Linked DNA regions of Mus musculus: region 2 is linked to region 1. The links are chromatin contacts, called in public HiChIP or PLAC-seq maps. All regions are on one chromosome and are shown on one strand. The core of a region is the stretch at or near the end of the contact, and the rest is flanking DNA. Distances in the headings are between cores, read along the strand shown.

What was found. HiChIP or PLAC-seq counts read pairs in DNA pulled down with a chosen protein or histone mark.
Region 2: a contact with region 1 is called in an H3K4me3 HiChIP or PLAC-seq map of embryonic stem cells, with 2.9 times the contacts expected there. The contact joins the promoter of Upk3b here to the promoter of Sh2b2 in region 1. A contact is called at or near these places in 3 of 39 promoter capture datasets (the SN4741 cell line, embryonic stem cells and pre-B cells), 2 of 15 datasets of contacts at CTCF or cohesin (the G1E-ER4 cell line and embryonic stem cells), 13 of 484 Hi-C or Micro-C datasets (the Ba/F3 cell line, CD8 T cells, the G1E-ER4 cell line and 5 more), 3 of 115 datasets of contacts at active chromatin or transcription factors (embryonic stem cells and pancreatic cancer cells) and 4 of 9 other capture datasets (adipose tissue, embryonic stem cells, liver and 1 more).

Annotation. Positions count from the first base shown.
Region 1 is chr5:136,242,677-136,248,776 of GRCm38.p6, reverse strand. Sh2b2 (SH2B adaptor protein 2) reads left to right here and starts at 3,837. Exons shown (of 9, transcript NM_018825.4): 1 at 3,837-4,148. It overlaps Gm30408 (a long non-coding RNA gene), which reads right to left and starts at 3,342. Exons shown (of 4, transcript XR_868600.2): 1 at 3,160-3,342; 2 at 733-802. It also overlaps a transcript of Cux1 not described here.
Region 2 is chr5:136,035,025-136,041,124 of GRCm38.p6, reverse strand. Upk3b (uroplakin 3B) reads right to left here and starts at 2,629. Exons shown (of 6, transcript NM_175309.4): 1 at 2,239-2,629; 2 at 1,934-2,083; 3 at 886-1,111. The coding sequence starts at 2,323.

The DNA of each region.
Region 1 (6,100 bases), core at 2,588-5,087:
TCAGCTAACAGCTGCCAGGAGCTCAGATCCCCAGCTCCTTTCAAAGGTTGTCACGGCTTCATTGGAGCCCTAAAGTTCAAACAACCCAGCTAGTCTGACACCCCTGAGGCTCCACCCTCGGTCTAGTCACCTGACCTGGGCTCCACCCACATCAGAACCTCTAGCCCTGGTGGCAGAGTTTTCTGTGATACATATTGTCACTACCCAGTCTGGCATTTCTATAGCCTCTCTTAGGACCCCGCCACACAATAAAATAGTTGGGAGGCTCGTCTAGGCCCCAGGCTTTTCATCTGCCCTATTACCTGGCAGGGCGGGAAGCGGCTTTGATAAAACCTTAACTGTAATCCCGAAGACAGGGAGCCCATAGAGGGCGGGATGGTTTCCACTACCCCTTCCCTGCACCCAGTCCATGATTTGAGTTCTGCTTGCTTCTTTAGCAAAATATTCTGGTTTCTAGAAGAGGAAGTCTGTCCAACAAGGCCCCTGTGCCTCAGGCACCACAGACCACACGGTCTGAGGCCCCAGCAAAACCGATCCTGGGCCACAATAGCAAGGCCAACTCTCAGGACCTCAGGCAGACCCTCCTCTGCTGGGTTTAATCTTCTTCAGCTTCGCAAGAAATAAAGAATCATTGCAGCCACAGTGGGGTCTTTTATTCTGTGACTCCTCAGCTGAACATTGAGTGTCTGAGAGACTGGTGGGTGCCTGCAGCACCTGCCCCCTGGAGCTTACCTGGCATATAGGTAGGCTCTCTCCCATTCTTCCTATCCTCAGAAATGCTATGAGTATGTCCAGAGCATTCCTGGAACCCAGACCAGAGTGTCAGAGTTTGTTGAGTACAGCCCCCTCCAAACCAGAAATATATTCTTTATTCCCAAACAACCTGTTGGATCTCAGTATTACAGCCTGCCTAGAATCCCCCAGGGAGGGGCTGGGGGCGTGGCTCAGTGGTGGAGCCCCTGCCTAGAATCCCCCAGGGAGGGGCTGGGGGCGTGGTTCAGTGGTAGAGCCCCTGTTAGAATCCCCCAGGGAGGGGCTGGGGGTGTGTCTCAGTGGTAGAGCCCCTGCCTAGAATCCCCTAGTGAGGGGGCTGGGGGCGTGGCTCAGTGGTAGAGCCCCTGCCTAGAGTCCTCCAGGGAGGGGCTGGGGCGTAGCTCAGTGGTAGAGTGTTACCTAGCATGTACAAGACCCTGAGTAGAGTCCCCACCCCAAAAGATAAATAACACCTGATAGATAAAGATACATAGATTCCTAGCAGTCAGGATCATTACTTCAGTCTGAGCTACAACAGCAACACTGTCTCATAAAACCACACATGACAGAGTACTCATCAGTTAGTCAGACCAGCCATGGCTGAGGGCCTGACGTGTCCCAACAGGCTCATGTCACCTCCCTGTCAACTTCTGGGGAGTCTCTGCTTCTATTTCTTTGTGCCCCAGAGCTATGTATGAAGCGTGCATCTTTTTTTTTCTTGGGTCCCTGCTTGCCAAATGTACCAAAGCCATCACACTCCAGCAATCTGAGAACCAACTTTCCCCAGTCTGTCCCACTCACAAAGCAAGACTTACTGGGAGCTGGGCAATGGTGATGCACGCTTCTGATCCCAACACTCAGGGACCAGGAGCAGGTGGCTCTCTGTGAGTTCAAGACCAGCCTAGTTCTACTGAGTGAGTTCCAGGACAGCCAGGGCTACCCAAAAAAAAAAAAAAAAAAAAAAAAAAAATCCTGTCTTTGAAAAAGAAAGGCCGGGAGGGGAGTTCTGGAGAGATGGCTCAGTGGTTAAGAGCACTCACTGCTCTTCTGAAGGTCCTGAGTTCAATTCCCAGCACCCACACAGTAGTTGACACCTGTCTGATTCCATCTTGTGTGCAAGGTACTAATATACATAAAATATATTTTTTTAAAAAAAGACTCACTGGGCTATGTCCATGTCAGGTTTAATTCCAAGCTTTCTCTGATCTCTGCATCCAGGGAGGCCCCTCCTTCAGAGCCCACCATAAAAGCACCCCTTATCATCTGTCCTAGCTGATTTTCCTCCAAGGCCCCAAAGTCTTCTATCCTCAGGGAGCCCGGATGCACCTGTCACCCTTAAACCTCATTCCAATCTCCATGACAGCTGCTCTCAGCCAATCACTGCCACCCTCCTTCTATGTGTCCTGTCAGTTCCTCATGTGGGTTAGACTCACTCCTCACTTCCTCCTCTGAGAGATCAGAACCATTGTCTTATTCTGGGTTTCCCATCCCAGAATCCTCGCCAGTCACTGACAGCTCACCATTGAATTTAAGCCACAACTTAGATCCAGGTAAGTCCTCTTTCATGTCCCCAGCATCCCATCTCCCTAAGCAGTGGGGACAGTGGGTTCTATAGCCAGACCACCCAGGGGTTCAGTTTCTCTCTCACCCCTATACTACCCTTCCTGACTGGGAACCTCCTGGTTCACAGCCACATGAGTTCAATCAATGGCTGGATTCCAGCCTAAACTTTCATTAAGTGTTTGCTGGCCAGGTCTAGAGACAGGGCAGCTGCTGGTCCCTGTGTGGCTGAGAAGAAACAGGTACCCAGGCAGGCCTCAACAGAGGTCTGGCTGGTTTCGGTGGCCCCCAGCAAGTTCCCATGTGCTCAGCACACCCCATCTCTCCAATGTCAGCCCAGTTCCCCCAGCCCCATGCCACCCCTGCTGCTTCCTGGAAAATAATCAGTGAATCTGATTTCCTGTGAGTGAAAGGACTTTACAAAGGTCAGAGGCCACCCCGTGTGGGAGGAGGGCAGCAGATGGAGGCACTCCAGGCAGATCACAGCCTGAGGTCAACACAGACAGAAGTCTCCCTGAAATGGGGAGCAAGGAGGAGAGGAGAGCAGGCCCAAGGGACCATATCCACTGCAGAAGCCACAGGCCTCACCTCTGAGCATCCCCTCACACACCTGTGGGGTTTTGTCGTTTTTTTCGTTTTTTGGCTTTTTGAGACAGTATGTACCCTAGGCTGGTCTCAAACTATTGCTTCCCTCCTCCGTCCGAAGCGCGTTGGGATTATGGGCATGTGTCAACCCCATCTGACTCCTCCCCGCGCCTCTAGTCACCAGGTTATTCCATCTCCTCTGGTCTCTTTACCCCTCGGGATGCCCTAGAGCGCCACCAGAGAAGTCAGGCCAGGCAATACCTAGTTCTGGTTCTGTCGCCAACCCAGAGTGAGGACTTCGCAGAATCCTGGACGACCTCAGACACCTCTCCTGGTGGGACCAGAGTAAAGCTGAGTGGGGAGGACCTGTGTGTAGGAGCTCTTCCCCAGATCCGAAATCCTGGGCGGTTTCCCGCACCCCGAGGGCAGGAGGAAGACAGGGGGCGTGGCTCTGGGCTCCTGGATGTTGAGAACCAGACAGACATTTCCTTGGTTGCGACATCTGGACCTCCTCGAGGCTTCCATTGTCCTCTGGCGGAGGGTCGGCCTACAGCGCCCGCCCCTGTCTGACTCTCAGTAACCCAGAGACATTTATAGGGTGTCCACGCCCGGGGTGACCCATCACGTAGAACATCCTCCAATCCTGCCCTTGGGGGCCACCACCCTGGGCTTCGGGAGACGCTCCCACACGAGAGGGATTCCTTCGACTGGCAACGAGACCTGGGCACCCGGGTCTTTCTGCTCAGCCACTGTCCGGAGGAAGACAGAGCGGTTAGCCGGCGCCACTGGGGCTCCGGAGAGAGAGCCGGGGTTGGGGGTTGGGGAAGGACTTGGGAGCGTGGCTAGTGGCTCGCGCCGCGTGGGCGGGGGGTGCGGCAAAGGAGGGGCCTGAAGCGGGGGGGCGTGTTGGGGCGGGGCTAGTGGTGGGGCGGGGCCCAGAGGCGCGCGCTGCTCAGGCAAGGAGGAGGGCCAGGGGCGCGCGGCGCGCGAGTCTGGGATCGGAGCGCGCGGAGCTCGGGAGCCTGAAGAGGGAGAGAACCTCAAGGGGGCCGCACCAGGACCGCCAAGACCGCCTCGCAAGCTGCAGGCCAGGGAAGCGGGAGCCACCCCCGCTGCCGCCGCCACCGGCCACCAAGGGCGGAGCTACGGCCCGGAGGGCCATGCGCCACCGGGTCCGGGGATCCCAGCCGCGGTCCGGGCAGCGCTCCTCCGGCGCCCCAGCCCGCGCGGCCGAAGCTGCGCGCCTGTAGGTACGGCCTGCTTGTTCTCAGCTCCCTGTCCCCACGGTCCTTTACTCTACCCGGTGCCCAGCTGTCCCCGAGGGTGTGTGTGTGTGTGTGTGTGTGTGTGTGTGTGTGTGTGTGTGTGATGAGGTGTGTGGTGTGTGCTCACCGCCTCCCCGGGAAGCGCGGTCGCACGCGCCCGGGTCCGAGCGTGTCTTTGTGTGCACCGGTGGGAGGGAGGAGGACGCGCGACAGAGGGGGATGAACCCCTCTGGGATCGGATCCTAGACCCACTGCCCAGGAGAAGTGGAGAGTAACGGGAAGCTGAGGTGGGAGAAAGAAGCCACCTCTGGAGCAGCTGAGCCCCTTTCCCCTCATCAGACCCTGGCTGGTTGGAGGGGCGAGCGCAGCTGGTCCTCTACAGGAAGGGATCCGATGCTGGGGGGAGGGGACGTTCAGGTCTCTTCCAGGGTCTGGGAGGAGGTGGGTCAACACAGCATGAGGGTGATGGCTACACGCTGGGGTCTCGCTGGGCCACAGTGACCCCGTGGGGACACTCTCTTTCCGGCCCAGGCCCTCTTTCCCACGGCCACTATTCGTGACCCGCCCACTCTGGAGCTCCGGAGCAGCCCCGGGTTTGAGAGGAGGATCGCCGAGGGTGACAGGCCGGCGCCTTTAAGAAGGGGCGGGTTAGTGCCCTCCATTCAGCCCCTTCGGCCTAGGCCATTGATGAACCTGTGAGCTGCGCGTGTAGGAAACGCGCCAGGGCTGCGGGCCGGAGCCAGGCAGAGGCTGGGACGCGCCAGGGCTTTCCTACCCTTCCACCCTCGCATAGAGTCCCTCAGTGGAGTCTTTGAGGTCAGAAGTCTGCAGTGATCGGACAGTCGCAGGGTATCCCCCAAAGAGGCTGTGAACGTGGGTAAACCAGAGTCTAGTTCACCAGAGGTGATGTAGGGGGTGGGGCTGTCAGACCAGTGTTGAGCTTCATCTCTGCCCCTTTGTGGAATTTTTAAAAATTTTTGCTTGTTTATTTATGAGTGTGTGTGTGTGTGTGTGTGTGTGTGTGTGTGTGTGTGTGAGTGTGTGAGGACAACTTTCGAGAGTCAGTTCTTTCTTTACATGGGTTCTGGGGACCGAACTCAGGTCATCAGGCTTGGCGCACGTCTTGTTACCACTGAGCCATCTCATCAACCTGATCTCTGTCTGCCCCCTGAGCTGAATTACCTCGTGTGCCAAATAAGTGTTTCTGCCAGGGGATCTGATGGAATTGCTCCTCTTGGGGAGCACCCTTCCTACTTGGGCAGTCACCCCCCAGATAAGTGGTTCCCCCAGGAGGCTGTAAGGAACGGGGAATCTGAAACCGCTACACTGTATCACCTTCAATATATATCTTTTGATTTCCAAGATGTCTGGGGGGGAAAAAATCTTTCAAAATCCCATTCGGCTAGTGTGAGGCATCATGGTTTTGTTTGCTTAGTTGTTGTTGTTTGAGACAGTCTCACTATGGCCTGAAACTCTCTATGTAGACCAGGCTTGAAGTGAGAGAGATTTCTGCCTGTATTTAATTGATTCTTTTTTTTTCCATTTTTTATTAGGTATTTAGCTCATTTACATTTCCAATGCTATACATATTTAATTGATTCTTAAATTATATTTATTCCTGTTGGTGGTGGTGGTGGGAGTGGTGTGTGTGTGATGTGTGTGGGCACATATGCCTCCGAGCACATGCAAAGATCTGTGGACTTTTCGGTCTCTCTTTCCACCTTTATGTGGGGCTCCAGGGGTGAGCTCACAAGGTGAGATGGTGAGCGCCTTCCCCTGCTAAGTAGGCTGCTTCACCAGCCTGAGGCAGGGTGGGTTTCATGGGGCAGGGCCACAGAGCCAGAGTTTGCCAGCTACTGCTTTCTTGAACCCATCTCCCTTAGTCTCGGTAAGGACTACACATGCTCCTGGAAGGAGTGACCCTCGGTAGTGAGGAC
Region 2 (6,100 bases), core at 1,380-3,879, 210 kb after region 1:
AAAGGAATCAGAGGGAGACATCACCCCGAAGTCTAGGCTCCCCACTACGGAGTCTCTCTGAGGGCACCTGGGCTCTTCATCTGGTGATGAACACTGAAGAGAACCTTGTTTGAATCCTAGCACAGCAGGCCTTGTTTCTTCATCTCTGCTATGGGTTGGGAATTCTGTCAGATCCTCTTGAGACCAGTAACTGGTTTCACGCAGAAATCCACATTCCCCTCTTAGAACACATCTGGGTTTTGTTGTTGTTTGTTTGTTATTTGTTTTGTTTTTTTTGGGGGTATCTTTTGGTTTTTTGAAATAACTGTCTCATATAGCCCAGGCTAGCCTTGAATTCAATTTGTGGCTGTGAATAACATACTCCTGCGTTTCCTGCCGTTTCACCTCTTGAGTGCTGGGATGGAACGGAGGGCTTCATACACAGAGACTAAACGCCTACCAACGGAGCTACATCCCCAGCCAGCTGCCGATCTTTTGTTTTAAGGTCTTAAGTAGTAGCTTATCTCAAATTCATTATGTACCTGCACCTGGCCTTGAACTCATGAACCTCCTTCCTCTGTCTCCAGTGCTGAGATCACATGAGTATGTCACTGCGATCAGCAAATTGAAAGATCTTTTGGGGGAAAGTTTTCAGTCAGCAATAATAATAAGTTTTCAGTCAGCGATTCAATAATCGCCTCATTGGCTATGACACCACTGCACAGAGCTGTCCGGTCTTTTTGAAACCTCACTATGCAAAGAAAGGAAACTGTGGCTAACAAAGGGGTGGAGCTATAGCTGGCCCTCATTCAGAAGAAGGGGGCAGGGTCTGAATCTTAGTCCAAGAAGTCCCACCTCCTTCCCTGAAGACACCCAATCCCAGGGCAGGGGCTCCTGACAACCCACCTGTAAGGGCCCTGGCTGGGGAGGGGGGCGTTGCAATAGGGTCGCTGGTAACAGCCAAAATCATTGCCCACCCGAAGCACGGGGACACCTCCACTGCCACCGGTCAGGTCCTCACATGGCAGCTGATCCAGGGACAGGGGTAATGTCATATAGTGGCCGTCAGTCAGCAGCTGTGGGAAGGTCGGGATCTTAGCAGCAGTCTGTGGGTTCTGAAAGTCCCTGGAGGCTGGAGGAAAAAGGGACAGATAGAGGCAAGAGCAGGCTGTGGCCCTGTTAGGTCTATTAATAAGATAGGCGCTTGTGGCCAAATCTGCCGACCTACGTTTGATCCCCAGGACCCACAGGTTGGAAGGAGAGACCTGACTCCCTCAAGCTGTCCTCTGAATTGCCCACGATCACGTCTGGACTGCTACATACAATAAATAAGCAAGTGCAAGACAGTTATTTTAAAGGAATAGAGAGCAGCGGACTGCTTCTGTCCCAGGAAGCGATCTGCAGAGGGCGTGACCCCACTTCCCCAGGTGACATAATGGGTCTCGATCCCCATCGGGGCTCCAACAACTCAGGATCACACATGAGATATTTACATTAAAAATTCGTATTGGTAGCAAAATTACAGTTATGAAATAGCAATGAAATAATTTTTTTGTTGGGGTGGGGGTCACCACAGCATGAGGAACTGCGTTGAAGGGGCGTCAGCATTAGGAAGGTTGTACTTGCCTAGCAATGCATAAACCCTGGCCTCTATCCCTGGTACCACATGGACTGGCATGGTTGTGCATGCCCACCGTCCCAGCAATTGGAAGGTGGAGGCAGTAAGCTCAGAAGTTTAAGGTCACCTGGGCTACAGCAGACCCTGTCTCAAAAAAAAAAAAAAAAAAAGGACAGGCTTTGCCCACCTTGTGCTCAACACATCCCTGGCTAATCTAATCTACAGTCCTGACCCTCACACCCAGAGACAAGGTCAATGTTACCATCCACCCAGATCCTCGGGTATCTCTTCTCAGCCCATGCCCTCACCCCAAGACCCCAAGTCCTCAGCACGCACCATTGCTGAAAGCCACCACTAGCCAGATGGTGTCCTTAGTTGAGACATGCTCATCAAAGACGCACCGAGGCTGCTCCAGAGAGAATGTAGTGGCTGTGATCTTCCCTTCCAGGTCCCAGGCTGTTATCTGCGGCACGTAGGCAATCAGGTCTATAGCCATGGGGGACAAAGGTGAGAATCGAGATAAGCACTGCTGTTCTGTGGGGCTCCCCCTCCCCTCCCCGATTCTCTCGGTCCAGGAGGTGTAATAGGTTCCCAGAACCCTAGGTTTGGCTAAGGGCATCCATTGCAAGAGCTCCACTCACCTAGACTCAGGCTTTGGGGGAGCCACACGAGCACCAGGAGAAGCAGGGGCGGCGGAGGGTGAGGCTGCCACCGCGTTCGCACCATGACTGCCACAGCACTTGATCAGGCCTGACCAGGCTTAGGGGCTGGTCCTGTCTCACCCCACCTCCGACACCTCTGGCCTACAGTTGCTGGTCACTTGGACTGCCAGGAGAACAGGAAAGACCTGAACCTATGAGCTCACCCCTCCCTGCTCCCAGCCCACCCCAGGGAGGGGCTCAGTGGGCTCCTGAACAGGGGCCCCACTCCAGAACTAAGGGAGAGGAGCCATTTAGGGTTGGCCTTCACGTGACCCCCCAGTCACCTCCATCCCAAAGCTGATGTCTAAATTGTGGTACCACCTTACTCCCTGGCCCTGGGAGGGAGACTCCCCTCCTCTATCTGGGCCCAGAACCACATGCCTAGGATTCCTGAACTCTGGGTGCCAGGAGCCACCCTCTGGCCATCCATCCTTATCCAGGAAGTGAGGAGAGGGGAGAGCCTGTGTGGTAGGCTGGCCCTGACCTAGTCCAGCCCCAAAGCAGCTCCCAGACACTGCCTGCCCTCCATGTAGCCTGTGCCCAAGGAGATATGTCTTCCCCAGCTCGGAATGTCCGTTCCTTCTCCAGTGGAAGCACTAGTCCTCCGAAAGGACGGGACAGCCTTTGGTGACTGACAAACATTTTGTTTATACAAACCCTACAAGTCCTTTTTGTTTGTTTGTTTTGTTTTGTTTTGTCGAGACAGAGTTTCTCTGTGTAGCCTTGGCTGTCCTGGAACTCACTTTGTAGACCAGGCTGGCCTCGAACTCAGAAATCTGCCTGCCTCTGTCTCCTGAGTGCTAACCCTACGAGTCTTATTCTATGTCGTTTTAAGTTTGTTTGTCTGTTTTTGAGACAGGTTCCCATGTAGTACAGACTAGCCTCAAACTCACTATATAACAGAAGATGACTTTTGAACTCTTTTTTTTTTTTTTCTTTTTTCCTTTTTTGGTTTTTCCAGACAGGGTTTCTCTGTGTAGCCCCGACTGTCCTGGAACTCACTCTGTAGACCAGGCTGGCCTTGAACTCAAAGGTCCACCTGCCTCTGCCTCCCAAATGTTGGGATTAAAGGCGTGTGTCTCTCTCTGCCTGGCAGTCTTTGAACTTTTGATGCCCCTGTGATCACAGATAGGCACTGCTAGCTTCTGCAAGCAACCTGGCAACCAAACACACACACACACACACACACACACACACACACACACACACACACACCCGCTATAAGACCCACAGACCAGTGACCCTGTGTGTGTGTATGCTTTTCAAACAGATCTTGCTAAGAATCTCTGGCCAACTAGGAATTCTTGCTGTGTAGTCCAGGCTGGCCTTGAACTCATGATCTTCTTGCCACCTTTTTCCAAATTCTGGGATTCATGTGTGCACTACTACAGCAGCATGAATGTGCCTTTTTTGTTTGTTATTGAAGACCTGGTTGGTACACAGTTCCTTGCATCCATGCTGATGTAGTCACCTTTCCATTGCTATGACAAAACACCATGCCCAAGGCGACTTATAAAAGAAGCATTTAGTTGGGCTTGCTGTTTGGAGGGTTAGAGTCCATGATGGTGGAGCAATGGCGTGGCAGTAGAAATACGCAAAAGCTCACATACTGATCCTCAAGTAGGAGATAGAAAGAAAACACTGGAAATGGCTTTAAAAACTCCAAAGTCCACCCCTAGTGACACACTTTCTCCAACAAGGCCACACCTCCTAACCCTTCCCAAACAGTTCTACCAAATAGGGACCAAGTATTCAAACATATGAGCCTATGGGGGAATTCTCATTCAAACTAACACACATACACACACACACACACACACACACACACACACACACACACACACACACACGCCTCCAACCCCTCCCTGGGGGATTCTAGTCAGGGGCTCTACCACTGAGCCTCACCCCAGCCCCTCCCTGGGGGATTCTAGGCAGGGGCTCTACCACTGAGCCACACCCTTAGCCCCTCACTGGGGGACTCTAGGCAAACACTACTGCTGAGTCACCCCTGAGCTGTTCATTAGGGTATTCCAGGCAAATTCTCTACAGCCCTAGGTTGGTGGTTTTCAGTATTTTCATAAGATTCACACTAGGGATAGCCCCTCAATAAGAGAACAATTGTCTGGCATTCATATGACCCTGGGTGTAGTCCCCTAACTACAAAAATAAATTAATTCAATTAAAAAGAAAGAAAAGATATTTATAAAGGTGTATGGCCATCAGTGCTAATGCCAAATCCCTTTCATTATCCCAAAGGGGAAGACTGCCTTAAACAGTTGATCCTTGGTCCTCCCCACTCCTCCACTGACTCCAGATCTACCTTCTGTCTCTCTGTACTTTGACTATAATGGACAGCTTACAGCAGTGGGTTTTACTGTTGGGCTGAGGGACTAAAAACTGAACGCAGGACTTAGAGCACACCAGGCAAACATTCCTTATAGCTCTAATCCCGGTCCTCTATTTTTTTCTATTTTTATTTTTTAGTGTTGGGGAATTTAGAGCTTTGCATTTGCTGGGCAAGCACTCTACCATTGGGCTAAATCCTCATGCTCAAAGAACAGCCACAAACCTTAAGACAAAAATGTCCACCGCGAATTGGACCCAGGTTTCTCTGGCATATTAGGGGGTGACAGTCCCACCCCTCTCCTTCCTCTTTAAATTTTAAAGCAGGGTTTCTTTGAACTGGCCACGCTGGGCTGTAAACTCACTCTGTTACCCAAGCATGACCTTGAACTTGCATCCCTCCTGCCACAGCCTTAGAGAACACAGAGCTCAGCTCGTGGACCTGCACACCCAGGCCTGACTTGCTCTTGGATTACTCTGTTATTGTCCATTCCACATCTTTGTGTGCATGGGAGGAAGGGTCTGTGCCTTGGTGTATGCGTCGGGGTGAGAGGGCAGCTTGCAGTCCTTACTGTCTCTCTTTTCACAATGTAGGTCCTGGAGATCGAACTAGGGTCATCAGGCTTGGTGACAAGAGCACCTATCCAAGAACTTACTTTGTAGACCAGGCTGGCTTCCAACTCACAGAGATCTGCCTGCCTCTGCCTCAAGAATGGCTGGGATTAAAGGCCTGTGCCAACCATGCCCCATTTGCTCAGTATCTTAATTAGGGTTTTTATTGCTATGAGAAAACACCAAGACCAAAGGCAGCTCCTGGAGGAAAAGGTTATTTCAGCTTACATCTCAGGTCACACTCCATCATTGAGAGGACAGGGCAGAAATTCAAGGCAGGAACTGAAATAGAAGCCACTTTGCACCTGATGGCTGCATCCTGCTTTCTTATACAGCCCCAGACCACCCACCAGGGGCTGCACTGCCCACAGTGGGCTAGGTCTCAAGCCACACTTGCCCACAGGTCAATCTGGTGGCTGTTTCCTCAATTTGAGGTTCCCTCTTGCCAAAAGTATCTAGCTTTTGTCAGATTGACAAAACAATATAAACACGGCAACCAAAAACCTAATCAGGACACCCAGGCTGCCTCCTGCTTGGGACTGGGACCCAGGACCCACTGCCTCCTGGACCTCTGATGGGCAAATGGCCTCGCTTCTTCATCTGGCATCTTTGCAGAGTTGAGACATGAGTGGCTCACTTTTTAGGATGAATGTACTATCACGTGGTTTTTTTATGGGCTGTTTCTACTTTGTGACTATTAGGTACAATTGCTACACATATTTGCATACAACTTTTGTGCTGGCATATTCTCGTAAAACAACTCTCTGTCGATCCCTGGGAATAAAACTCACCAGTCATGTGAGTTTTTGAGGAACTGATCCCAATGTGGCAATGTTTTACATACCCA